Linked DNA regions of Mus musculus: regions 2, 3, 4, 5 and 6 are each linked to region 1. The links are chromatin contacts, called in public HiCAR-type and promoter capture Hi-C maps. All regions are on one chromosome and are shown on one strand. The core of a region is the stretch at or near the end of the contact, and the rest is flanking DNA. Distances in the headings are between cores, read along the strand shown.

Region 1 (4,435 bases), core at 1,208-3,707:
TGTGCCAATGTCCTGGCACTGAGCCATTCAGGAAACTGCTTTTCAGAGAAACACATCTTCTCCTTTAAACACACTCCCACCCAACCTCAGCGTTCACCTGCAGTACAGCGGCCATGAGGCAACAGCCAGCAGGGTGCCTGTCTTGTAGTGGCTGGGCACAGTGCAGGGCACTGCCTATATATGTCAATCTACTTAAAAAAAATTATTTATTATGTGTATTAAGTATAGAGTGTGTGTATGCCTGCAGGCCAGAAGAGGGCACCAGATCTCATTATGAGCTACCATGTGGTTGCTGGAAATTGAACTCAGGACCTCTGGAAGAACAGTCCTAACCTCTGAGCTCTTGCTCCAGCCCTTAAGCCAATCTACTTCTAAAGAAACTCCACGAGCGGAAACCCTATTAGTACTATGCTGCCCTCATTTTTTTACATTAGACTTTCAGGCTTAAAAGAGGAAACAAAGGTGCCCTCTATCTCCATGTGGCCAAGGACAGATGCAAGCTGCTTCTGGAAGGAACAGGGTTTGAGGCCGAGCACTGACTTCTTACAAGTCACCTGATTTCTGAGTGTCAGTAATTTCCATCCCTAAAATGCAAACACTCCTGTCTGCTTGACTCACAGTGACTGTTCATGGCAGTATACCAAGGAAAGGCCCCTCCAAATGAAACAGCCACCCAAGCCTCAGCAAGAGTCCCTACAGCTACAACCAAGGGAGTTCTGTGAAGCGTTTCCAGGAAAGCTGTGACCCTCAAAGGAGCCTGAGGCACTTAGTCTAAATCCTCTTCCTCAGAGCTTAAGAACAAGACTAGGAAACTACCTCGTGAGTACAAGGAATGTTCTGAGCCCCTGACCTTCTCTCCAACTGGAGGCAGATAGTACCTCTTCACCCGATCCTTGGTGAATGGCATGTCAGTGTCTGCATGGCTCTGGTCGCTCTACGAGAACATGGAAGCAGGAAGGATGGCCTACCTGTGCAGATTGTGGCCTAAGACATGTCTATGTAGGGAAGACCTTACCGCACATCAAAGCCGTAGGACAGGCCCCAGCAGCCTGTAGCTGACAGCTGAGCCCCAGCTAAGGCCTACTAGACCAGCTTGCTTGGTGACTCACAGCCCTGACAGCATGAGGAGCAACCACTACCCTGGGGAGCCCTCTCAGTCAGCAAAGAGGCTCCTAGCTCCACACCTTAATCTTGGCAAGCAAGTTTTGTAATGGGAAAGGAAATGTTCTGGCTACTATATACCTGCCCCGTGACACACATTCCAAAGTTTCCAAATGAGGTGAATTAGCATTTTGTTTAACGGTAGACTGGCCTTTGGCACTGGATCTAACATAGCCATTAACTCCATTTCAATTAGTTAAATGGAAAAAAAGAAGGTGCTGATTCGACAGCTTATCCCAATTTGACCTCAAACAAGTCTGCAAATGATTCAGCTGGGGAAAGGGACTATTAACGTGCAGTCCCATCCAGCCAGTGCTAAAAATCACCTCCCAGGTGAACAAGGGAACGGGTGGAGCTTCTAAAGTACTCTACCTTTCCCATGGGTTGTAAAACACAAGTTTCTTGGGTATGGAGTGGGTATACGTGTGCAGCCATTAAAGAATCCTCAAGTTCAGAAAAGCGAAAGAACTATAAATAAATAAATAAATGAATAGATAGATAGATAGATAGATAGATAGATAGATAGATAGATAGATTGATTGATTGATTGATTTAAAAATCACAGCTGGTAAGGGCTCCAGTGTCGGGTGTGCACCACTCAGAAGATAGATAGATAGATAGATAGATAGATAGATAGATAGATAGATAGATAGATAGATAGATAGATAGATAGATAGATAGATAGATAGATAGATAGATAGATAGATAGATAGATAGATAGATAGATAGATAGATAGATTGATTGATTGATTGATTTAAAAATCACAGCTGGTAAGGGCTCCGGTGTCGGGTGTGCACCACTCAGAAGATACCGGTAGTGCCCCGAGCAGCGCGTCCCTGCCAGGCTCTCGAGGTGCCTTTTGTTTTACTCCGGGCTCTGGCACGTCAAAGCAACTGGATGGTCCGCCCCCCTTGGTCCCCCGAGGCTCAGGTACCTTAGTGTCCACGTCGGCCAGGCAGTCCCGGCGGAAGCTGTCAAACAGCCCACGGCTCTTGAGCTGCTCCACTATGAGAGCGATGAGCTGCGGGTCTCCCGGAGGCAGCGAAGCGGGATTGACAGGGCCGCCGGCCCCACTCGAGCCCCCGGACGGTCCCGAAGCCTGGCCCGCCGCGCCTGCTCCCGCACCGTCCGCCATGGCCGCACCCCGCGCCCGCGCCGGGCCCCGCGCTCCGCTGCTCCTCCGGGAGCCGCGGGCAGAGCTGCGCAGACACGGAGGGGCCCACGGAGGCGGCGGCGACGGAGGCGGCAGGGTGGGAGGCGGCGGGGACCAAGGCGCTCCCCGCTCGCCGCGCTGCCGGCGCTCGTCTAATGGCGTCACCGACGGCCTTTGCATTGTGGGACGGTTGGTTTCCTGGAGCCATCACCTATGTTCTTATAGCCCGTGTCTGGCCGTTAGAAACTACAACTCCCGGCAGGCTGTTGGCTCGCTCGCGCTAGTTTGCGGGACAGCTTGGGCATTGTAGGCTCAGAACCTACCCAGTCACGGCAGCCCTCCCAAATCAGACCTCCGGGTCACCTGCAGAACTGATTAAAAGATTACGAGTGTATCCTTTAACGACTGTGATTCAGCAGCTCTGTATTTATGCCTGGCAGCCTGTGCTTTTGACAGTCGCTCCATTCCCACGATCCCCTTAAATAATGTGATCTGGGAGATTTGGTTAACAATGGGTTAATCTTATTGTTTTGACAAAATTAATTTTTACTTTTTGTGTGGCAGGGAGGGGCGGTGGAGCGTGCGACAGCACATATGTGGAGGTCAGAGGACTACTTGGGACACACTGGTCTCTCCTGTGATGTAAGTGGTGGGATCGAACACGTATCCTCCAGCTCAGTGGCAAGTGCCTATACCCTCTCAAGCTCTCTAACCTGCCTACTAATCAAACTTCTGTTCAAAAGTTTGTACCCTTCTGCCTGATTAATAGCAATGCAGATTCATTTTACGAACTCGTAAAATAACAAGAAGAAAATAAAAACTGCTGTTAAGTCTTTTTTGCATGTGTGGATTTTCGCCTTAGCATTAAATATTGTCAGCATTACTAATAGTAGATCCAGTAAGTAGAATGAATTAGATGTAATAGTGCTGCACTCTTTAAATACGTTCACAACTACCTGAAAGCTGGCACTACTATTTCTTTGTGCAGATGCAGAAATAGAAGAACAGAAATAATTACCGTGGTCATATATATACCTAGATGAAGTATAGTAGGTGCTGTGGTCCAGTGTTTAACCTAACATATCCACGGTCCTGATAGCTAGCTGTCATTTTACAACAAGTAAAATACCCTAGCTTTTACACCCACAAGTCTGCACTGAATTCCCCACTGTTGCCCCTATTAGAAAAAAAAGTTTGGATTGCTAAGAGAGACCATCATTTCAGCTAAGTGTCTGGATGAGGCAAACTTTACTTGATCAAGAGGCTTGCTGGGGCAGGAAAGGGCAGGGGAGGGAACACACCTAGACAGGAAGTGCATTTGGTTTTTATTCTGAGGAAGGTGAATCCTGTCTTTTCTCAGTTGGCTAGGGTCCAACATAACAATCTTACTCAGTTATCTGAAAAGAATTTGTGCATAAGAAGTAGAGGAGGAAGGGGAAAGAGGTCACTGCACCAAGGAGAAAAGGCCATCAAATTCCTTTGTGTAAATAAAAAATGTCCACGGGATTCTAACATTTGCAGGTCTTACAAAGTGAGGGAGGAAAAAAAAACTTAATTTCTTCTTCTAAACACAAATTTTATATATTTTATAGGAGAGATCATATTTGATTTTTTTTTTCAAGACAGGGTTTCTCTGTTTAACTACCCTGGCAGTCTTAGAACTCGCTTTGTAGACTAGGCTGGTCTTGAACTCACAGAGATCCGCCTGCTTCTGCCTCCCAAGTGCTGGGCTAAAAGGTGTGTGCCACCATGCCTGGACAGTTTTGATTTCTTAGGTGCTTCTGTCCTCTTTGTTTCTTGGCTGATCATCAACTCATCAACTTCCCCAGCTCTCAGAACTACATCTGCTGTGGTTCCTCCTCGTCACCCATGACAACTGAAAAAGATGTGGATAACATTTACAGTGCCCTTGGCTCCGGGGAAGATGCACAGTAGGCAGTGATCCAAGATGCTCTCACCCAACATTTGCTACCCAAGAGAACTGAAATTAGAGCACAAAACAAGTAGCCACTCTCAGTTCATACTTCTTAGCAACAGCTCAGCCAGTCGCAAGGTTAAGCTGATCACAATGTGTCATGACAGCTTGCAACCCTTTGGGACATCTCAAGTCTGTTTCTACT
Region 2 (4,435 bases), core at 970-3,469, 2.5 Mb before region 1:
ACTTTGTCAGCCTCAGTGACTACAGTCATAGATGAACAGGCCTCAGCTAATGTCAAGATACAGGGAGGTCTCATGCTGGTTAATCAACTCATAGATCTTGTCCAGATACAACTAGATGTATTATGACAAATAACTCAGCAGGGATGTGAACAAAAGTTTCCGGGATTGTGTGTTATTTCCATTCAGTATGTTAAATTTACTAGGGCAGCTAATTTGTCAAAAAGTCTTTTTCAGTATATGTTACAGAATTGGATGGCTGAATTTGAACAGACCCTTCGAGGCTTGCCATCATTCAGGTCAACTCCACGCGCTTGGACCTGTCCCTGACCAAAGGATTACCCAATTGGATCTCCTCAGCATTTTCTTTCTTTAAAAAATGGGTGGGATTAATATTATTTGGAGATACACTTTGCTGTGGATTAGTGTTGCTTCTTTGATTGGTCTGTAAGCTTAAGGCCTAAACTAGGAGAGACAAGGTGGTTATTGCCCAGGCGCTTGCAGGACTAGAACATGGAGCTCCCCCTGATATATGGTTATCTATGCTTAGGCAATAGGTCGCTGGCCACTCAGCTCTTATATCCCATGAGGCTAGACTCATTGCACGGGATAGAGTGAGTGTGCTTCAGCAGCCCGAGAGAGTTGCAAGGCTAAGCACTGCAATGGAAAGGCTCTGCGGCATATATGAGCCTATTCTAGGGAGACATGTCATCTTTCATGAAGGTTCAGTGTCCTAGTTCCCTTCCCCCAGGCAAAACGACACGGGAGCAGGTCAGGGTTGCTCTGGGTAAAAGCCTGTAAGCCTAAGAGCTAATCCTGTACATGGCTCCTTTACCTACACACTGGGGATTTGACCTCTATCTCCACTCTCATTAATATGGGTGGCCTATTTGCTCTTATTAAAAGAAAAAGGGGGAGATGTTGGGAGCCGCCCCCACATTCGCCGTTACAAGATGGCGCTGACATCCTGTGTTCTAAGTGGTAAACAAATAATCTGCGCATGTGCCAAGGGTATCTTATGACTACTTGTGCTCTGCCTTCCCCGTGACGTCAACTCGGCCGATGGGCTGCAGCCAATCAAGGAGTGACACGTCCGAGGCGAAGGAGAATGCTCCTTAAGAGGGACGGGGTTTTCGTTTTCTCTCTCTCTTGCTTCTTGCTCTCTTTTCCTGAAGATGTAAGAATAAAGCTTTGCCGCAGAAGATTCTGGTCTGTGGTGTTCTTCCTGGCCGGTCGTGAGAACGCGTCGAATAACATCAATGCTTTTATTTCCTTTTGATTTATGACTCAAAATTACTACTATTCTAATTATTTTAGAGTGACATTAGGAAACATAGACTCCTTCCCATTTTAATATACCTCTCCAAAACTTACAACTGAATGAATGGTAAATTATTCAAGGGGTTCTCAAAAAAAAAAGTTTTTTCTTGTTTTTTGTTTTGTTTTGTTTTGCTTTGCTTTGTTATGTTTGTGTCTAAGTGTGTGCGAGTTTGCATGTGTGTGGATACACCAGTGTGTGCAGGTGACTGGGCGTGTGTGCCTGTGTGCGCGTGCGCGTGTGTGTATATATATATATATATATATATATATGTGTGTGTGTGTGTGTGTGTGTGTGTGTACGTTAAGAATGTGTGGAAGCCAGAGGTTAAAGTACGGTGTCTTGCTTGATAGCGCTCTACTTATTTTTTGAGGTAGGGTCCCTTGCTGAACCTGGAGCCCTCAGGCAAGTCTAACAAGCCAGGATGATTCATGGATTCATTCTCAGCCTCTGAACGTTGGAATTACAGGTGGCCTTCCATAGACACAAACCTAGATCTTTAGGTAAGAACCAAATAATCGTGAGTTGTTCAGTATTTATTTACTGTTACATTTATTAAACACATTGTTCTAAGACTTTCTTTCAAACCGTGATAACACTAGCGCGCGCGCGCACACACACACACACACACACACACACACACACACACACACACGGCGCGGGAAGTATTAAAGGGCTTTCTTTAAATCTATACATTTTTTTTAAGGTAGTACTTATTTTTCACCGATAAGGGTGGGGGAATAAAAGCTGACTGAAAGAAACGCATTCTGGTGGTTTGACTCTGGCAATTACAGAAAGCCTGCAAGGATTGCTTTCCCGGCAGTTTGCAGGCTCCACGGAAACGAAACTGCGTCCGACTCCGCCCACAGGAGTGCTGGCCAATGAGGCGCTGCCCAGGCCTTCCACGCTCTGGGTGTCATGGCGGCCTGCAGGCTGTGCTGCTTGTGCCCGTGCCTCCGACCGCTGGGCTGCGGCCCCCTCGGCCGGCCCGGGCGGAATCGGGCACTCAGCTATTTGCAGATGCGAGCGTTGTGGAGCAGCACCGGATCCAGAGCGGTGACTGTAGACCTGGGACACAGGTGAGAAACGGTGTGAGTTCGCGGTTTTCACGCGGCGTCTGTCTTGTCCATTCAGCCCCAGAAGTCAAATCCCCCCCAGGGTAGGAATCAAGCAGCCTAAGTCTCTTAAGTTCTCTACTCCAAACCTAAGGTCGAGATTTCCTTTTTCCGGATTTAAAGTCTGTCTCCCTTTCCCAAGCTGGCCGCTGCCTTTTGCCTCTTCATCTTCCTCCTAGCCCTGCGGTGAACTTCCTGAGTCCTATTGCCTGTGCCCCAGACATCCTTTCTCTATTTTCCGAGACCTCGAGCTCTGAAGTAGGAAACCCTAGGTAATGCGTTATCGTTCCGTGCCCCAGGTCCACTGATGGCCGGTGTGAGCCGGAGATGAATGCCAGTTATAAGATGCACATAGTCCTGTTAAACCTGTAGTGAAAGTACAGTTACCATCCAACAAAAGGTCAAAAAGGCAAATTTCTCAGTTAACAAGACACACGGCGGGGGTGTATATGTGGATATTTTAAATAATAGGTTTTTTTAAAGCTTTTCCCTAAAGCTCTACTTTTTGTGGCAGGCCGCTGCCCCGTGTCCTCCCTTGGCATCCGATTACTCTTCCCATCACTGTGTTCTGCTTGTTCATTCTATCAATCTTCTTGTTTATGTTCATAGAGTATTTAGGTAGGCATTCACTCACATGGTTTGGCATATAGAAACTTCAGAACTCTTCCATTTATTCCCAAATGCCTACTTCCAAACCCCAGAGGCTAGCTATGCTATGGGTCCACTATGTATTTGGAGGTATTTTATACAATATAATATTGAAAAGTAAATTGTTATGAGACAAAGTAAACAACAACAACAAAACACCATAAACTTAATAGCTTTCTTGGAACAATCAAAATTACATGTAAACACCATAAACTTAATAGCTTTCTTGGAACAATCAAAATTACATGTACTCCCTACCCCCCAAAATCTTTCTGACTTTCTGCATTATTAGAATTCATTGAATAACATACTGTTTCAGTTCTGATATCGCAATTTGTCAGGTCGTTCAAATTTCCTTTGATATAATCTGGTTGTTGACAAACATGCTTTTATTCCACCATCAATTGCTAACTAATACCAACTCTCTGATTGCACATTATACTTTGTACACTAATAATATTTGTGTATTTCTATATATTTCTGTGCATATTAAAGATGCTGCATAGTTCAAAGATTTGAAAGACTTATTAGACTAGAGGCAAAGAGCTAAGACACATACTGAGAGACTACAGCTGGTAGTCCCATTTGGAGAGCAGCTGGAGGCCCATAGGGCCAAGCCAGAGGGTAGAGCTCAGCTAAAGATTGAGGGTCAGAACTGGGTCAAGATGGATGGACATATGAGTCTATTTTGAGTTTTTATTTTTATATGAAGTATGTGACCATCTCAACATCTTTGTTAAGTTTTTAAGCATTCAAAATGTTATTTATCAGAAGATAGTCTTTATTATTTTTAACTTAGCGTACAAAACACTGTTATATATCAGAACATGAAAGTCTTTGTAGTCAATATTCAAAAGTTTGTATTTTTTTCCATAAAGTAATAGAGAAATTTTAAAATTATTTTAATAGGGAAGAGAACAGTTTGTGTGTTGGGTTAATACAGCCAACAAAGCAAGGGACGATAAGAGACTGAGCTGAGTCATAAGATGGGAGTTAATAGTTAGGAATTCCGTTTTCTCCCTACCATACTTCCTTCTCCAGATGCATCTTTTGCCTTGGTTCTCATTGTCTTTAAGCTGCGCTTAAATCTCTTGTGCTTTTGATGGTCACAACTCCTACTTACTCTTTTTTTCTCTGACAATTGGGAGCATTTCATTCTTTTTTTCCCCTCGATTCTCCAATTATTTTTACTTAGCAAAGACTTGTACTGGTATCTTGTATTACATTTTTCCTTTTAAACAGAAAATTAGAAATATCCTCTGGGAAACTGGCAAGATTTGCTGATGGCTGTGCTGTGATACAGGTAGGAAACCAGTTTTTGCTTTAATCATAGTGGCTGGGTATCTTTGTAGCATCA
Region 3 (4,435 bases), core at 1,136-3,635, 2.4 Mb before region 1:
CAATTTTTTCACAATCTTAAAATCAATGAAAAGAGCCAGTGTGTTGGCACACACCTTTAGTCCCAGCACTGGGGAGGTAGAGACACATAAATCTCTGTGTGATCTAGGCCAGCCTGGTCTACACAGTGAGTTCCAGGCCAGTCATGACTGCATAATGAAGCCCCATCTCAAACAACAAAAATCAGGGGGAAATACTCACCAGCTCTTTGTATTCTTGATGGATTTCTGTGTAGGTTAATTTGCTTTCTTCTTCATCATCAAAAACTAGATTTATAATAATAAAACAGTGTAAAAGAACAAATCATTTAATTAAGTACAAATATAGAAATCTTATAAATGTCCTTGCAGGCACCTGTTCTCTCTCCCCTTCCACCATGTGGGTTGTGGGTTGACTCAACTCATCAAGTTTACCAACACTCTTGCCCCTAAGCCATCTTCTCAGTGCCTTTATTTTTAACATTTATGTACCTGCACTTGACACTTTATATTTTACTCTTTACTTGTGCACCTTCTATGGTAGACTGTAAACTTTTTAAGGATAGCATATCTATCCCCAGTGTCTGCTCTAAGATAACTCAGTGAATACTGAAAGGTTAATATCACAGAGCTGTCCAAACTAATCGTTAAGCATTCTGAGGCAGAGAACAGCACATTGGCAGCCCCACATCAGTGAGGTATAAAGTTATTCCAAGTGTTCTGACTTCAATTCTTTTTACATTGCATTTGGTCTCTGTGACACTTCTCATGCATTCAATACAAATACTAATTCTTTTCAGTTCTAAAACTACATCATTGTGGTGTGTTTGTAAGCCCTAGCTTTGCTTCTCTGTAAAAATGCACAATCAGCTGTTACTACCGAGATGTAGCCACTCTTGACACCTGTGGATGGATAGAAGGCATACCATACCCCACACAATTTCTATTAAGGATTTAGTCTCAAAAATACATGAAAATCAGTGGGAGACATAATCCCTCTTGCAGGAGGCCAGGCTATCCCCATGATTCATCAACCTTTTAACAGCACTCTAAATTCTACAGGAACACAAGTCAATTGCTTTGCTTTCTGATCCTTCATAAAAGCTGCCTACCAAAACACTTAACTCGTGTTTGAACTTTAACAGTTAGAATAAAATAAAAGGTTCAGTGATCAAACAACATTCTTTCTTTACTAGATTCATAGAATTTTGGGTTTGAGAGAAGTCTTGCAAGACAATTCAGGATAAGAACCCTCTGTTAGCTGAATCTCAAACAAGCTGCATTGCAGTACAGTCACTGTCGAGTGTATGCAGATACTTCAAATGCCTGGGAACCCATTAACTTTTCAAGCAGGCCACCTCATCCTAGAAAAGTGTATAAAAGATTCCCTTCACTGAAATGTGTTCTCTGCAGCTGTGAGTCAGTATTCACTCACCCCAGCTCTATTGCACCGATCTTTACAAAAAGTCTGTCCCCCTAACCTAAGACACAAGTTCAGACGATATATATTGCTACCCTCCAAGTATTGCCTAGGCAAAAAAAAAAAAAAAAAAAAAACCAAGATAAAGGTTGGATAGGACATCGTTTGTGATTGCTTCTCTATGAACAGAGTCCAATTCGTCTTATGAACTCGGATATGAGCGTGATATGAACCGATCAGAAAGCACTGATGCTGGTCCTTCAAAAGAATGCCACATTTGTATATCTCGTTTGTTAGAAAGCTCTTCCTCCCCATCGCCTGCTTTGGTCCTGCCGGAGTAATCGAATGCCCCCCTTTGCAGATAAAATGGCCAGAGTGAATTTGTCATTTCATAGGCTGAGTCCACAGGGCGACATCTCAGGGGTCAGAAGGAACTCGAAGAAAAACGACGTTTTCCCCAAATAACTGAGGAAGATGCTGGTTACCCAAACAGTCCACTTGCGCGGGGTAGAAAGATACGGGGTGAAGTGACAGGCCGAACATGGGATTAAAGTCTAATGTCTTCAGGACAGGCGCTCGGGCAGAGTGGGTGAAAAGTCTTGGTGAGCAATTTCACGTCTGCAAACAAACGAGCCACTCGGGAAGGGATGTACGTAATTCCTTCTACAAAACTGTCCTAGGCCCGGCAGGCAGAGACAGTAATATTTGGCTTGTTCACAGTCTGGTTCTTACCTTCGCATTTCTGCTCCACAAAGTCCAAGATGGGGATAGACCAATCCGGGCCCCGCAGGAACCCAGCGATGCTCTCCACCACCCATTCCACTTCGTCCTCTTCTTCCGCAGCCATCCCGCTCGCACCCGGCGACGCGGACGCCTAGGCCGGATTCCCCCAGCCCTGTCTGGCCTTTCGGCCGCAGGAAGCGACGGAGAATGCGGGCAGCAAGGTCCCCGCAATCGCCGGGCCCCCAGGTTAGACACCACAAACCAGTTAACGTAAAATGGTCGCTATGACAACGTACGCAGCAGCCCGGAAGTGAGGCCTGAGTCCTGAGCTCCTGGAGGGGGGGGGCTGGATTAGGAACGTTTCCTATTGGCTAGAAGAGAACGGGGCAAACGATAGCCCTCCACTCATTGGCCCGTAGTTGCTAGGCTGAGAGCAGACGCGCGGGCATTGGCTACTGCGCTTAGAGACGGCGTTCGCGCTCCCGTGTGCGCGCGGCCCGTCTCAAAATGGCGTGCTGAAGGCGTGGCTTCCCTGAGGACCTCCTCCCACCTCATCCCTAGCGGTCTTCAGACCCCCTGGCCCTTGAAAACAAAATTGAGAGAAATATGCTCTGTGAGGTTTACTGATTGATTCTGCAAGCCGTTTGCTTGCTGTCTAAGGATGGGTCTAAGCTTAGTTAACAACAACTAAAATTAGGACAAGTATAAAATCAGTTAATCTCCATTTAATTAGGCTTTCATAGACAGTATTTAGAAAGTATCAAGGTTGCTCTCTTCCTACTTAAGAGCCAGAGGACTCCCAAGAATCTTATAACTAGATGTGGTGGCCTACACCTTTAATCCCAATACTCCTGATAGCCACAGGCAGACAGACCTGAGAGTCCCAGGCCCACCAAGGCTATATAATGAGAGTGGTGAGGAGCTGGAGGAGCAGACTCTACAACTTCAGTTTCATGAAAGTGGAAGTGGAGGACTCAGTGAGAACCAGAGGTGACTGTGTGTTGGGCCGACAGCACAGTACCAGGTCTGGTTGAGGGCAGGAGCTACATACAGCAAATGTTCATGGAAAGCTCAGGAGGAACTAAAGGGGTATTAGAGGCAGAGGACCCTGAAGATCTCAACGTTTCAGTGGTTCTCAACCTTCCTAATGCTGCAGCCTTTTAATACAGTTTCTCGTATTGTGGTGACACCCAACCATAGAATTATTGCATTGCTACTCCATATTGTAACTTTACAACTGTTGTAAATCTGGTGTGCAGGATTTCTGATCCGTGGCCCACAGGTTGAGAACTATTTCAATATATACTAAAGCTGTTGATAGAGGACCCAGCTCTCAAGTCAGCAATTAGTATGTTAGCTAGTTAATCTTGTCTTCTGTCCAAGAATTTCCTTATGGACGAAAAGGTCATTTCTGTGGGGATTTGTCTTGTCACCTGTCTCATCATTGAAGTCTCTGAGGACCACAAAAGCTGCTGAGCCACAAAAGTCATCAAAGGGGCTCCAGGCCCCTCCTTGCTGCCCAGCCTATGGCTCCTCAGGAGCTGTCCAAAATGGCGGTATCACAACATCTCAGCCTACAGCCATCATAAGAGCCGTAAGAGTGGTCCACAGTGGCACACTGCTTTTCTCACCTCATCGGGAGCTGCCCCTCAGGAGCTGTTCATAATGGCCACACTTTTCATGCCTCAGCCTACAGCTTTCATGAAGCACCACTGCAGAAGCTGTCCACCGTGGCAGCACCTCCTCTCTAGCCCCCCCCACACACACACACACACACACCACACACACCACACACACACACACACACACACACACACACACACACACACAAACAGCCCCACAGAGATGGAGCCTCAGGTAAAGCCAGCTACATCCAGGAAGGACTTCTCACCCTAACCCATGGGCCCGATGAAAGGAAAATGGGGTGAAAAAAAGAGCCACCAATTCCTGAGCCACCCCATATTCAAGACTTGAAATTCCACCAATTCTCACACTGGAAATCTCTGCCATGAGAAGTTCTGCCCTTCAGAAATCCTATATAAGCACTGCCCCCTTTGTCCAGGGCTCCTGGGTGTAGAGGGCAGCCATCCCTGGATTTGTCACTCCATATCCTGAACCTTCCAATAAATCTCTTTCATAAGATTTCCTGCCTGGTGTGACTCACCAGTCTGAAGAATCCAAGAAGAAGGGAAGCAATGAAAAGAAGATTCTAAGAAAAGGAGCTGGGCTGGCTGAGGCTCCTGAGCCCCTCAGCTCACCTGGGGATCCCCTGCTCTGAGAGCTGCAATGTCTCTGATGAGGAGGCTTCCTCGAAAA
Region 4 (4,435 bases), core at 975-3,474, 2.3 Mb before region 1:
CTGTATTAACCCTTCAGTCAACACTGTCCAGAATGTCTTTTGCCTGATGTGCTTGGTATTAGTTCTTTATGGGTTTTCACTTTTAAGGGAAATAAATCCATTTGTCTTACAACAACCTTAACATAGTTATGGGTACTTTCATGTTGTCAGATTTCTGAGAGATTACAAAGAAAAGGAAAAATGTCAGGTATTGGAGCTCCTAAAAGCCATGCTTTCATATGGGCGTCACCTCTCCCTCTATACCCCACTTGCTAATCAAAGAACTGTGATTAAGGAAGAGTCAGCAAGAGCAAAAGAAAAAGACTGTTTATAACCAGGATGACTCAGGATTTCTGCATAGGCCAGGAAAATTCGAGGCTATGCTCTGTACTACATGGATTCAGTATAATCCGAAGTATGATGATTTTAGAAGGCCTTTCGTTTGCAGATACTCCAGAAGCAAGGCATTTTTTTTTTCTCCTGCAACTGAACTCAAGTAGAGGCTGTAGTGTTCCAAGTTGTTTATAAAGATTAGAATTCCGGGGAATAATGACCACAATGCTACTGCTTGCAGTAGCAGATCATTTGCAATGAACTGCCATCTCATGGGTCTTTATTGTTTTTTCTTGCTTTACATGGGAAGAGAGGGGCTCAGTAATGTGTCTAGGTTCACACAGCTAGTGAGTCTTGCTATCAGAAATCCTGAAGGTTCGTGCCCCACGTTGGACGCAAACAAACTTTTGCTGGGCGTGGTGGTGCACATCTTAAATCCCAGCACTTGGAAGGCAGAGGAAGAGGCAGGCAGATTTCTGAGTTCGAGGCCAGCCTGGTCTACAAGTAAGTTCCAGGACAGCTACACAGAGAAACCTTGTCTTGAAAACAAGCAAACAGACAAACAAACAAACAAAAGAAATCCTGAAGAAATTGTGGTGTTTAATTTAGTATATGATAAAACATGTTTACTGTTACCTTAAATTATGAGAGATGGAGAGATGACTCAGTGGTTATGAGCTCTGGTTGCTGGTGCAGAGGACCAGGGTTTGATTCCTGGCATCCAGTGGCTCATGGCTGCCTCTAACCTCTGTTCCAGGGAACCTAGTGCCCTCTTCTGACCTCCACAGGAACCAGGCACATAAGTGGGGAAGAAACATACATCCAAGGCAAAAATTCATACAATCAATGAAAAATAAAACATACAAAAATAGATATCATTAAACATATGAGTAGTCAAAGAGGATAGGTACTTGTAAGCACTGTGCAAACATAAAATGCATTGTAATATCACAATACCATATTGTGTTTGGAAAAAGATGTTTTCTATTCCATCTTATCCTGGACATGCTATGGGTATGAGGAAGAATAACATTTAATTTGCTGTGGAACTGTCATATTTTGATGGGCCCTCTAGTACATAAGATAAATGATTTTTAACAAATGTTTGTCACACAACTTGGATGATTTCTAAATATTTTCTCTTGTGGCTCTCAATTTGGATTTTTTTTCCCAGTGACCAAGAAGTCAAAAAATAATGCCTGCATCATGGAAACTCCAGTCAGGAAATCCCATGTTGAAAGGCAGCTTTGGTTATTCTCGACTCTTATAAATATTTCATATATATATAATATATAAATTATATAAATATATATTATATCTATAAATATTTCATATATATATGAAAAGACGGGAAAACAAAAACAACCTCCATCCCCCCAAGATGTGCTTTTGCTTCTTGCTGCAGCTTTCCTAGGCCTTTTAGGGGGCGAGAAAGCATGTTTAACAGAGCAAATCAAAGTGTCCGAAAGAGGATGTCTGCACCCCTCGTGTTTAAAAAAAAGATGGGTTTCGTTCCTTTTCCTTCACACATGAAAGAAGGCGCTCCAGGAGGAAAGAAACCATAATTAGACATGAGCGAGCAAGCAGACAGACCCGGTTCCTCAGTCTTGCCCGGTTCCTCAGTCTCGCCCCCTACACCCTGGCATCCGTCCGGGGCGCGGACTCGACGCGGGCCCCCGCCGCAGCTGCATCGTCCGCGCGTCCACGCTCCGCCAGAATCTGGGCGGCGGCGGGCCGGCCGGGGGCGCGCTCACGCGGGAGCGCGCTCTTGCAGCGGTTTTCTTCTCCCACAATCCAGAGGTAGAGGCGCGGGAGGGCGGGGAGTCGGCGGAAGGATACTGGCGCGGAGGGAGTGGCGCGCTCGCCCGCCAGGCCGGCGGCGGGTGTGCTGCGGCACTGCGGTTCCGAGGCCGTTACCCTAGCTCCTCCAGAGGGCGGCGGAGGAGGCTGGAGCGCGGCAGCGGAGCGTCCGGGCGTCGCTGAGGCACACGGAGGCTGGCGGGGCTCCTGCAGCCGGACGGTCAGGGACACGCCTCGGTGCTCCGGACCCCGGCCAAGGCCAGGGCGCTGAAGCGAGCGCGAGGCCGCGGAGGGATGCTGAGCGCCTGGAGAGGGGCGAGCCGCGCCTGAGGCTGTGAGGTTGCGGGCAGACGCTCCCAGCTCTCGGCGCCCGTGCCCACTGGCGGCCGGAACGCCCAGAACCGCTCGCCCAGGTCCAGCCCGGCCCCCTCGGCCCCCACGTTGGGCTTGAGTTCTTGGCGGCCGCTGCGCTGGCCGGCTCCCCCCGGGAGCGGGGCAACCTTGACGGGCTTTTTGTCTCGTGCCCCGGCCGCTCTCCGCGTCCTCCTCCTCCAGATGCCTTTTTTCTGCCCCTCCTCACCGGGTGCAGACTGCCAGCATCGGCTGCGGCTCAGCGCGGGATTCGGGCTCGTTTCCCCGGGGGGGCTAAGGAGGGACAGCTCTTCCCCTTCTTCGATGGGATTTTCCTCTCCTGCCGGAATGAACTTTCATTGATTCCGTCTTCTACATTTACTGACCAATTCCCTGGGCGTATTTGTGGTACTTCCTCCCCCCGCCCCCTCCTGAATATATAATCTGTAAAATGGAGAACGAAATCTTCACTCCCCTTCTGGAGCAGTTCATGACCAGCCCCTTGGTCACTTGGGTAAGGAAGATGTCCTTTATGGTATATTTGGCCGTGTTATTTGTGGCTGCAGAGATGGAGGTGGGCGTTCACGTCGTGATAATCCTTCTGTTCTAGGTTAAAACGTTTGGACCTCTGGCTGCAGGAAATGGGACTAACCTGGATGAGTATGTGGCTTTAGTGGATGGGGTATTCTTGAACCAGGTCATGCTCCAAATGTAAGTGTCTTCTTCTTTCTTGGTAACTTATATTCTTTGAAACATTACATACTTTGAACTTAGATTTCACGACTTAATTTGGTTCTTTGGCCAGAAAAAAAAAAATCAGGTAGTTTAATTGGATCTTGGAAGGAGCGGTATTCTTATGTGCCTGCCCCATTTATCACAACCAAATAGTTATACCTGTTAAAATTGGTAAACTTTATCCGTGACTTTGCCAATTCTGTTTTGTCATTTATTGTCTTGACTGCTGAAATTCAAACTACATTGTGTCATCTTTGGTCATTTGGTAAAATGACGGAGATAGAGAAATCTTGTCTACCACAGGGAAAAGACTTAACTGAAGTTATATATGTGGAAAGATATTTATTAACCTTTTTAGTATAAGAATAAGTGGTTCAAAAATGGAAAGTGGTGAACTAATATGTTTCAGAAGTGAAAAATTCAGTTAACATTACAATTGGTCAGGAAGACTTTGTAGCAAACAATTTAAATATCCAAGTTTGATTAGATGGCTTATTGTGTTATTGATGAATTATTAAATTGTTTAATATTTGAGGAATTGTTTAAAGGTATTTTGAGGTTTATAAATAACTGAAGTCTTGAGAGCTGGGTTAATTAGTTAAATCTTTTGTTTGTAATACTGAGCATCTGTTAAGTAGGAATGGGGTTTTTGAGCTAGAAATTGAATATTGAAAGCATATCAGTACTTAGATCAGAGTAATACAAATGACTCCATTTTATTGTTACGGTATTGTAGTGCAGATTCATTGTGAGTACTAAAGTGGTTATCAGTTGCTGAAGATTTAGACTTCTTTCTCAGTCCAGTATCATTACAAGAATCTTGTACTTTTTGACTTGAAGATACTTCTTTTATATATGTGAGAAATTAATTCAGTATAAATGCTTGTTAGAGTCTGTATACTATTCTGTTAATTTTACATATATCAATTCCGTTTTTTTTTTTTAATGGAAATTATTTTTCTTTTTATACTTTCTATTTTAAGAGGTTTTTGCGGGTTAGGTTTTTGTCACCTTGACACAGGGATCTTTAGGGAGAAGGAAACCCTCAGTTAGAAAATGTCTTTGCCCTTCCCACCTGCAGGCAAGTCTGTGGGGGCATTTTCTTGGTTGCTTCATGTGGTTGCTTCATGCCCAACCCACCGCTGACAGTCCCTACCCTGGGCCGGTGGTCTTCGTTTGTGTAAGAAAGGTAGCTGAGCAAGCCAGAGGGACCTAGCTAGTAAACAGCCTTTCTCTG
Region 5 (4,435 bases), core at 966-3,465, 2.1 Mb before region 1:
TCCAGGAGAGCCAGCTACACAGAGAAACCCTGACTCAGAAAAAACAAAAATAAATAAATTAATTAAAAAAGAAGAAGTAGAAAGAGGGGACATTCAGTTAGAAGGGTGTTTAAGACAGTGTGGAGAAGAACTGGCTTTTTCCTTCTGAGATGTCAGTTGAGGAAGAAGGCCTTCTGAGTTCTTTCTCTGCCTTTCTGAGCTAATATAGGCTTTTACCCCAGCATCTGGATTCTGAGTCTTCATTTGGTAAAAGTGAACGATTAGGATTTTGTTTTAACACCCCTTATCTAATCTATATGTTTTCTGAAGGAAAACATCATCCCTCCTGCAAATGTAGTCCTTATTATACACTGTTACCAGTACCCAATAAATTGGCTCCAGGTTTGCCAGGACTAGCTTGTAACCAAAGTCATTCAAAGGCAGAAAAACAACTCCACAGATAAAACAATCATTGTTTTTGTTATGGTCTGACTTCCCCCAACCACTCCCAGCATAGCTGTAGTCATTTTGTTCCATGCTCACAAACTATTTTATATTGAGGCTGTAATATGCCTGCCAGTTATTGACATAGAAAAATAATTTGACTCAGAACAGGATCATGCTGACTGCATCTGTTAGGTTATGTTCTGAGGTTTATTAATCTTAAGAAATTCCACAAAATTTCATGTAGGATCCATGAGGTTAAAGGTCAATATGAACTGTTATGTCTAAAATATCTTGAGTCTGAGTTGCCCAGTAGTCAGCATTTCCTGCACCTGTGTATGAACTCGTTGTGGTTTTTTTCCTTTATAAGTTAATAGGAAAGGATATCCATTGTCATAGTTGAGATAATTCTGAGCTGTCTCTGGTCTGACCAGTATTAGGATGTGCATTCAATAAACTATTCCTGCTTATTATTCCTATGGTTTGTGTGGCGATTCCTGAACCCAAACAGTTTTCTACAATGATTTCTTCAAGGTCCAAGTACTTCTAGAAAACAACTATTCCTTCTGATGTTTGCCCAGAGATACAGTGATTCTATTAGAACTACACTACAGGCTACAGAATGGCTACAGACGTTGAAAGGGTTAAAGCCGAGTTAAGGACTTTCAAAGAGGCCTGAGAAGCAGAAGCTGAAAACTAACAGAAAAAGTGTCTGAGGAAAAGACAATGCACCCAGGCCGGAGGTCGGATGGAATGATGATGACAGAGTTTGAACTGCAAAAAAGGCCATGTGGTTGAGGTTGTAGAGGTAAAGGGAATGTCCAGGTGCAAGCAAATGAACAGGTGGTTGGATGTAAATTTTAGTAGGCCACACATTATTTTAGCTGGTTTCTCAATGCTTGCCAAAGCAAGTGAGAGCAAAGAACTGCTTACAGAAAGTGAACTTCAATACATGTTTATGAACTTGGGTCATTTTCAAGTGTGGGCTTAATGGAGATTCAGATAAAAAAGGTTTTCAGGAGTCTCTATAGTCATTAATACTGACTGAATCTTTGTGATGGAAAGGGGTAAGGGTAATGAGATGGCTACGTGAATAAAGGAGCTTATTTCAAGCCTGAGTTCCTGAATTCAGTGTGTGTATACAAATAAAAAAGACAAAAATTTTTTAAAGAAAATGAGTGGACTGAGGGACCTGAGTTTAGGGTAGACAATGAGAGATAATGGTAAAGCGTGCTTTGGGATAAGAAACTTTTCTATGCTATTCCCTTAATCTGTGGTAGTGCTAGGTGTAAACGAGTTACCCTCAAGAGATGATGATGGCTGTGGCCAAAGAGGAGACCGGAAAAACTCCAAAGTGAAGAAAAACAACCAAAATCATAACGAAAAACGTTTACTTGACTCGTACTCTCAACAAGTCACTGAAACCTTCCCACGATCTTATGAAGTCCGTACCGTGATTCCATACAACAGATAAAGTCGAGGCACAGAGTTGACAACACACCTCTAAGTTCACACTGTGAACGGGCTGGGCCAGCAGCCGGAGAACCCTAGCTCCACTACCTACCCTGCCCACCCCGTTAGAGCTTTCTAGGGCCACCTTGCGCCGCTTCCTTCCAGCTAGATACACGCAAGTTTGAAGTACGTGTTCTTCCTGGAGAAGGGAGGGAACTGCAGAGCACCCGGTCCCCACTGCAGGCCAGCAGCCGAAGCTGCAGGTTACAGGACCAGCCATAGCCGGCCTCCACCAGCCACAGACAACCCAGAATTCCATGGGGAAGCTGCTTCCGGCGGTACCGGAAGCACGACGGGGACCTCACGGAAGGGACGGACTGAATGACCCACAATTCTCCTGGGTCCGGAGGGCGACCTCGCCTGGGAGTTGAGTGAGTGGGGTCTCTGCGCTAGGGTGGTCGCGAGTGCCAGTGTCACTTGCCGCGGCTTCGGAGTCCACGAGCGCTCAGGTGCGCTCCCCAGAGGCCCGCGTGGCAGCGGCGGTGTTTGATTTTTCACAACGATTTTTTTTTTCCTTTCCAAATCCTCTTACTGGTCTATTCAGACATTTCCGTTAATGCAGCTACGCTTTTGCAGCATTCGCACGCCCTCTCCGCTATGGGAATTGTCAGCCTGAGTTCTCGGTTGCCGCTAACCTTATGGAAGTAGTAATGACCCCTTCTTGAGTCCACTGTCCTCTGTAAAGTGAGAGGCGTTGGGATATTTAACAACCAAGATTTCTTCCCAGGTTTGAGATTTGGGTTATTATTCTGATGTGTCTGATTTCTCGATTATATATCTCTGTGTTGGTTTGTCTCATAGAGTCTCGTTTCATTGTTCTGTGCCCTTGTCAAATCTGCTTCACAGCTCATTTAAAAATGATTTAAGTAAGATGGGCATAGTAGTGCACATCTTTAATCCCAGCGCTTGGGAGGCAGAGGCAGGTGGATCTATAAGTTCGAGTCCCTCTTGGTCTACATAGTGAGTTCCAGGACAGCCAAGGCTACATAGTGAGACCCTGTCTTAAAAAAAAAAAAAAAAAAAAAAAAAAAGGTTTAAGGAATCCTATGCTTTCTGAGCACTTCCTTTTACTCCCTTGCATGATTAAAGCAATGCATTCTCTCTTTCTTCTCTGTCTCCCTGCCCCTTCACTCCATCTCCTTCCTCCTCCTCCTCTTTCTTCTCTTATCTTTTGCATTTTCTTTTGAAAGGTGGTTTCCCTGATATACCTAGCCTGGCCTTGAGCTCCCTATGTAGCTAAGACTGAAGACTGGCTTTGAACTTGGCATCCTCCAGCCTTTGCCTAGAGTTGCCTGTGCCAGCAGGCCTGGCTTGAATTTCTAAATCTTAGTTCATTTACTTGGAATGAAGTCAGAATTTCTTTTGATCCTTTCCTTCTTGAATGAGTCTTTTAAGGTAAAATACTAACTATTAAACACCCACAAAGCCTCAGAATTATCTATAAATGAGGGAGATGGTGGCTTGTGAATGTTTGTAACATTCATGTTGTGAATCTTCAGAGAAAGTAAGTCATCAGTGAGAAACAATACATTTATCATCTCATTTTTTTCTTTGTAACCTTGTTATAGAAAGGCTACAAAGAAACACTTCTTTCTTTTTTCAGAACTCAGGAAAATGAGACTCATAGGACAAGAGTGACTGGTCTGTAAGAGGTGTCAAGTCAAGGCCTTTTGTTACTGCATCAGGTCCTTTCTCTACTACTTTACTGTGTCACTTTCAGCTCTAGATTTTTTTCCTTTTATTGGTATTTTTTTCTGTGTCTGTATGGTGTGTGTTATGTGTATATATGGGCAAATCATGTACAAGGCATGGGCTACAGGGAGAGGTTTGAGAACAGTTTTGGGGAGTTGAACCTTTCCTTCCATCTTCTCATGGATTCTGGAGATTGAACCCAGGTTGTCAAGCTTAAAAACACTTTTTCCTGCTGAGCCTTCTCCTAGACTGTGTGGTGTATTTTCATTTTTTTATTTGTTTGTTTGTTTGTTTTTGAAACAAGGTCCATGAAGCTTAGGTTGGCCCCAAACTTACTATGTAACCAAAGTTGGCCTTGTACTTCTGACCTTCATTCCTCCACTTCCCAGATGGTAGGATTACAGTCACCTATACCATACTTGGCTGTCGTTTATTTCCTTTAAAAACAAATCAGCTAGGTGGTAGTGGCACACTTATAATGCCAGCATTCAGAAGGCAGAAGCAGGCAAATCTCTGAGTTTGAGGCCTGCTTGGTTCTAGAACTGATAGAACTACACAGAGAAACCCTGTCTGAAAGAAAGAAAGAAAGAAAGAAAGAAAGAAAGAAAGAAACCAAAAACACTGCTGGGAAGGCCTGGTGACATGGGTCTCATGGCAGAACCTAGGAGGTGGAAGCAAAGGCATCATGAGCTCCGGGCCAGTGTAGCAACACAGTGAAGTCATGTCTCACCGCAAGCTGTTGAGCCTATTCCTCTGTCAGTACCATAAATACATGTGAGGAGGATGCATTGGCATGTCCCATTGAAGC
Region 6 (4,435 bases), core at 734-3,233, 2.1 Mb before region 1:
AGCACCACATTCATCAGAAGGACACTCTCGACGAAGTCGGCTAATTTTGCCATTTTCATCCACCTGCAAAACAAGAATTTACTGTAAGATGATTTCACAAAACATATTCTGAAACCTGATTTAAGTGACTCAAGCTATTGATCTCACAGTACCAATTTTTAGTGGTTTAAGTCAGTTCTCCAAATTAAAAATCCTGTTTCCAATTCTATAAACTCACTTAAATATCAAAGGGGAGTTCACTTTCAACTCCAAAAGTACTTCCAAAAGTTAGTTGCTCAGATCTTATTCCAAGTGGAACCCATGTTTTGCTAACACCACACTTACCTTATAGTATTTCAGCACAGCCAACTTAACCTTCTTCCTCTTATGCTTGTTCTTCTTGGGAGTGGTGTAAGACTTCTTCTTCCTTTTCTTAGCACCACCCCGAAGTCTCAACACCAGATGAAGGGTGGACTCCTGTTAGTGGAAGATGAAACAGCAGCACTGTAGCATCAACAAGTCTAACTCCAGCCTGTCAAAAAGTTGGGTGGTGTTGGGCCTGTCACTCCAGCACTAGGAATTTTAAGGAGGCTCAGGAATCCAGTTCAAGTTGGCCCTGAGCTACAGGAGACTGCTCTCTACAAAAAGGGTCAACCAACCATCGCATATTTTAAAATCATGGAACAGCTACAGTGCTCAGCAAGTGTTAGTGGATTCAATATCATCCCTTTTTCTGCATGTTTTCCCTCAAACAAACCTTTTGAATGTTGTAGTCAGACAAAGTCCGGCCATCTTCCAGCTGCTTACCAGCAAAGATCAGCCTCTGCTGATCAGGAGGAATTCCTATTAGAGGAAAAAATACTGGGCTTAATAGAACAAGGTACATTCCCCATTGTTGTGAATCAAATGATTGCTAACAGTGGTCACAGACTTAGATGCAACTTTTTCCAAGAGTAAAAGCCCTGGAACTTTCTCTGTAACCAGGCTGCCTCTACCTCCTTAGTGTTGAGATTAAAGTGTGGACTGGGCCATTGCCCAGCCTGAGCATTTTATCGTCTTTGTGACTCAGTAAACAGTTCTAGATTAACTTTTAAAAGATTTGTCCTGCAGAGTTTCCAGTTAATCAGATAGCCTGACACTAATGTCAGGAATATTTTACTTTCAAAAGCATCTAAATTTATTAATCTGTTTTCTACCTTAAGAACAAACGTGTCTAGGTCACACAAGCCAGTCATTTTTCTAGTGACAAACTTTACTTGCCTTCCTTATCCTGGATCTTGGCCTTTACATTTTCTATAGTGTCCGAGGGTTCAACCTGCCAAGTTTTGATATATGTAGTTAATATACGGTTACATAGTAAGTCATTAACTGCTAGCTTTATACAAAACGAGCAAGGAGGAGGTGAGCTAAAGGTAATCAATTAAGATGACACCGCGTGCAAACTACCCAGAGTGCTACAATCCAAATTAGTCCCCATACCAGGGCGAGCGACGGCGGGGGAAGCACAGGAACGCGTCTGCCCGGAGAAAAGCGTCTCCCATCACCTACCCTACATTTCGCCACTCGGGATAAAGCAGGCTAAACCGTACCACACCGAAAACCAAACGTTGTTTTTGCTAAGCACCATAATCTCAGCTCAAAGCCAAGTTTCACAACTCAAAACTCAGAAACCCGCCCTCAAACACTAAGGGCCTCAGTCAGGCCTTGGCTTCCTCAACGGCAAGGTGGCCCGTACCTCGAGCGTGATGGTTTTCCCCGTAAGGGTCTTCACAAAGATCTGCATCGTGGCGGCGGCTCCACCTGCATTCGAAAAGAGACGGATTAGATCCGACGACACCCGTGAGAGCGACGCGTAGCGCCACTAGCCAGAGCGCGGCCACAGAGCATACACTCACCCACGATGGCGGATCGGAAAGGAAGATCCGAGCGTGGCCGACGGGGTCTCCTGGCCGAAGGACCCGCCCCTTAGGCGGCCACACACGTGCCTGCGCGCTGCAGCGGAATCGCGGCTGTCTAACGCAGTGCCAGATTTGCTCGTTCGCTCGGTTTCTTTACGCTCTTTTCTCGGTTTACCTCAGAATGGCCTCGAAATGATGTGCTCAACTAAAAAAAATGCCTCAAAAGGCTTTCTTATACAGCCGATGCGATTAAGAGAGGCTTTCCTTTAAAGGGGGCTTGTGAAACATAAGAGAGAGGTAAAACAAGTCTATCTGGGAATTGTAGTTTTACACTGCTTTCTTCTTGTTAGAACTACTTGTCCCAGGATGCATTTCCACACTTCCCGGATACCTGATTACACTGTCTAAGCTGTGGAGTGAGGGTTAGGAGAGAGTCAGGTGAGGACTCAGGGGATGAGGCACTATGATTTGCGCGTGGGTGGGGACTCTCTGGAAATGCCCCGGAGGGAAGGCTTAAGGGCTAGAAAGGCATTTGGGGGCTGAAGGTGTCTGTCACACCGTAGTGAGCTAGCCACATCTAAGGTATAGTCGAAGTCTTTCTAAGTGCAGGTTTCTGCCCCTCCCGGTAGTCCCTTCCGCTACCCTTCATCCGATCGGAAGAAGCTTTTGAGCGTCACGCGCCTCCCTAGTATGAAACGGTTAAATGTATTGGAATTTTCATCTTTTCACGTTTTAAAAAACATACGATAAGAAAATCTGCAGAATGTTTAGTTTTCGACTATAAGTTTAAATGTGGAGCGTGTCCATCCTGGAGAAAATAGGAGCATGTGCCCTCGGGGAAACTTGAAGCTGTTAAAAGCTGGTGCCTTCTCTCAGTCCCTTCTCCACCTCACAAACCCAGTGCCCTTTCTAATGCACCCTCTCAATGTCTTTTCACCCTATCCGTAAGCGTAGGCGTGCTCCGTTTTCTTACAACGAGGATCCGTAACTCCCTAATAATCTCTGTTTGCTCTTTCCTCATTTTAATATACTAGCTCTGCTGCCTCCAAATTACACATTTTGAAAAGTAAAAATGTAGGGCTAGGAGATGACACAGTAGCTAATATTCGATATGCAGAACCCTGGGTTGGAACTCAAGCACCCACTTTTTAAAAAGGTTGGTGTGCTTGGTGGAGTCTGTGACATGGTAGGCCAGCAGAGACAGGAGACTCCCTGGACCTCATTGGCCAGCAGGTTCAATGAGAGATGGGGGCCGACGACCCTACACCCACACATGACATACATATTTCTTAAAATAAGATGGGGCTTCCAGATGGCTCCATCAGTAAAGAAAATTTACATCTGCTCTAGATCTGATCAACCTTGAGATTCAATTGGTGGAGAAAACCAACTCTAGCAAGTTGCCCTCAGACTTTCACAGCGCTCCCTACCCCCGAACTAACGAAGTGCAATAAAAATTTAAAAATAAAAGGTAGACTGATTAAGAAGACCCACACACACACTCAATATAACGTGATCCTCCTGTCTCCACACATGTACCCACACGAATGTGAACATAAACAGAAAAGCAAAAAGTGATGGTGTTATTCCACATCATTCAAATATTTTACTTTGGGGTTAAAGGTTATCTGAGCATGTGTGAGGCCCTAGAATTGATATCCAACACTACAGAGAATAAAATGTGTTGCTTCAAGTAGGAACAAGGGCATAACATAAAAAGATAGCTTTGTCAGAATAAAAGCCCCTAAAAGGATATTAATAGGACACCAAAGGAGGAACTTGGGTTTCTGCCACTACTACTCCGATGTGTGCCCCAGTGACTGTGCCCTTCCCCTGTCTTTGACTATTTGCAATTACATCATCTGTGTCTTACCAAATTTTAAGCTCCAAGGAGCCAGGACCTTATTTTACTTATTGCTGAATCTCTAGCAGTAAAATATTAAATAGACATCCAATAGTGATTGAACTAATGAGTAAAACAAATTGATTTTATATTTGAGAACACTTTAGGGCAGTGATATGGCTCCAAGAGCTAATGCACTTGCTGCCAAGACTGCTGATCCAGTTGCTGGAACCTCCATGGAGGAGGAAGAGGAACGGGCTTCCATAAATTGTCCTCTGACCTCTATGTGTGTACCGTGACAAGCATGTGCCCACACACAGACACTAAGTGATTGTTTTTGTAAAATTGGCACTTTAAGCATACATTGCTTATGGCTTTGCTCAGACTACTTTATGTCCTCTTGTAAATTATGTCCTCTTGACTTTTTGTTATCCAACTCATCAAAATTATTGTGGTGTCTCCCTTATTTTTTTTTTATTTTTAGTTTATTTATTTATTTGAGACAGGACCGTACTATGTAGTCTTGGCTAGCCAGGATCTCACTATGTAGACCAACTTGGCCTTGAACCCACAGACGATCAGCTGTTTCCCTCTCAAGTGATGGGATTAAAGACATGCACCACTATGGAGACTGGTGTCCTGATTCATGTCTGTGGTATTTGAAGCTCAATACATTAGTTTAGATAACTGGTTATATAGCTATATTGCCAATATA

The links. Promoter capture Hi-C pulls out the DNA fragments that hold promoters and counts their contacts. HiCAR-type assays count read pairs that join an accessible place to other places.
Region 2: a contact with region 1 is called in a promoter capture Hi-C map of pre-B cells, with 5 times the contacts expected there. The contact joins the promoter of Pnpt1 here to the promoter of Bod1 in region 1. A contact is called at or near these places in 2 of 39 promoter capture datasets (liver and pre-B cells).
Region 3: a promoter capture Hi-C map of pre-B cells shows a contact between it and region 1, with 6 times the contacts expected there. The contact joins the promoter of Cfap36 here to the promoter of Bod1 in region 1. A contact is called at or near these places in 3 of 39 promoter capture datasets (frontonasal cranial neural crest, liver and pre-B cells), 1 of 484 Hi-C or Micro-C datasets (pre-B cells) and 1 of 9 other capture datasets (liver).
Region 4: a HiCAR-type map of astrocytes shows a contact between it and region 1, with 2.6 times the contacts expected there. The contact joins the promoter of Ccdc88a here to the promoter of Bod1 in region 1. A contact is called at or near these places in 1 of 39 promoter capture datasets (pre-B cells) and 1 of 115 datasets of contacts at active chromatin or transcription factors (astrocytes).
Region 5: a promoter capture Hi-C map of liver shows a contact between it and region 1, with 5 times the contacts expected there. The contact joins the promoter of Mtif2 here to the promoter of Bod1 in region 1. A contact is called at or near these places in 2 of 39 promoter capture datasets (liver and pre-B cells) and 1 of 115 datasets of contacts at active chromatin or transcription factors (large pre-B cells).
Region 6: a promoter capture Hi-C map of liver shows a contact between it and region 1, with 2.8 times the contacts expected there. The contact joins the promoter of Clhc1 here to the promoter of Bod1 in region 1. A contact is called at or near these places in 2 of 39 promoter capture datasets (liver and pre-B cells), 2 of 115 datasets of contacts at active chromatin or transcription factors (differentiating embryonic stem cells and large pre-B cells) and 1 of 9 other capture datasets (adipose tissue).

The regions. Positions count from the first base shown.
Region 1 is chr11:31,669,405-31,673,839 of GRCm38.p6, forward strand. It overlaps Bod1 (biorientation of chromosomes in cell division 1), which reads right to left and starts at 2,458. Exons shown (of 4, transcript NM_001024919.1): 1 at 2,097-2,458. The coding sequence starts at 2,297.
Region 2 is chr11:29,128,525-29,132,959 of GRCm38.p6, forward strand. Pnpt1 (polyribonucleotide nucleotidyltransferase 1) reads left to right here and starts at 2,220. Exons shown (of 28, transcript NM_027869.2): 1 at 2,220-2,394; 2 at 4,321-4,381. The coding sequence starts at 2,234.
Region 3 is chr11:29,244,887-29,249,321 of GRCm38.p6, forward strand. It overlaps Cfap36 (cilia and flagella associated protein 36), which reads right to left and starts at 2,386. Exons shown (of 10, transcript NM_025740.3): 1 at 2,129-2,386; 2 at 200-264. The coding sequence starts at 2,243.
Region 4 is chr11:29,371,434-29,375,868 of GRCm38.p6, forward strand. Ccdc88a (coiled coil domain containing 88A) reads left to right here and starts at 2,225. Exons shown (of 31, transcript NM_001363368.1): 1 at 2,225-2,977; 2 at 3,074-3,174. The coding sequence starts at 2,915.
Region 5 is chr11:29,524,182-29,528,616 of GRCm38.p6, forward strand. Mtif2 (mitochondrial translational initiation factor 2) reads left to right here and starts at 2,216. Exons shown (of 14, transcript NM_133767.3): 1 at 2,216-2,662.
Region 6 is chr11:29,545,967-29,550,401 of GRCm38.p6, forward strand. It overlaps Clhc1 (clathrin heavy chain linker domain containing 1), which reads left to right and starts at 1,984. Exons shown (of 12, transcript NM_028504.1): 1 at 1,984-2,174. Rps27a (ribosomal protein S27A) reads right to left here and starts at 2,074. Exons shown (of 6, transcript NM_024277.2): 1 at 1,875-2,074; 2 at 1,715-1,779; 3 at 1,240-1,294; 4 at 737-822; 5 at 325-456; 6 at 1-63. The coding sequence starts at 1,762.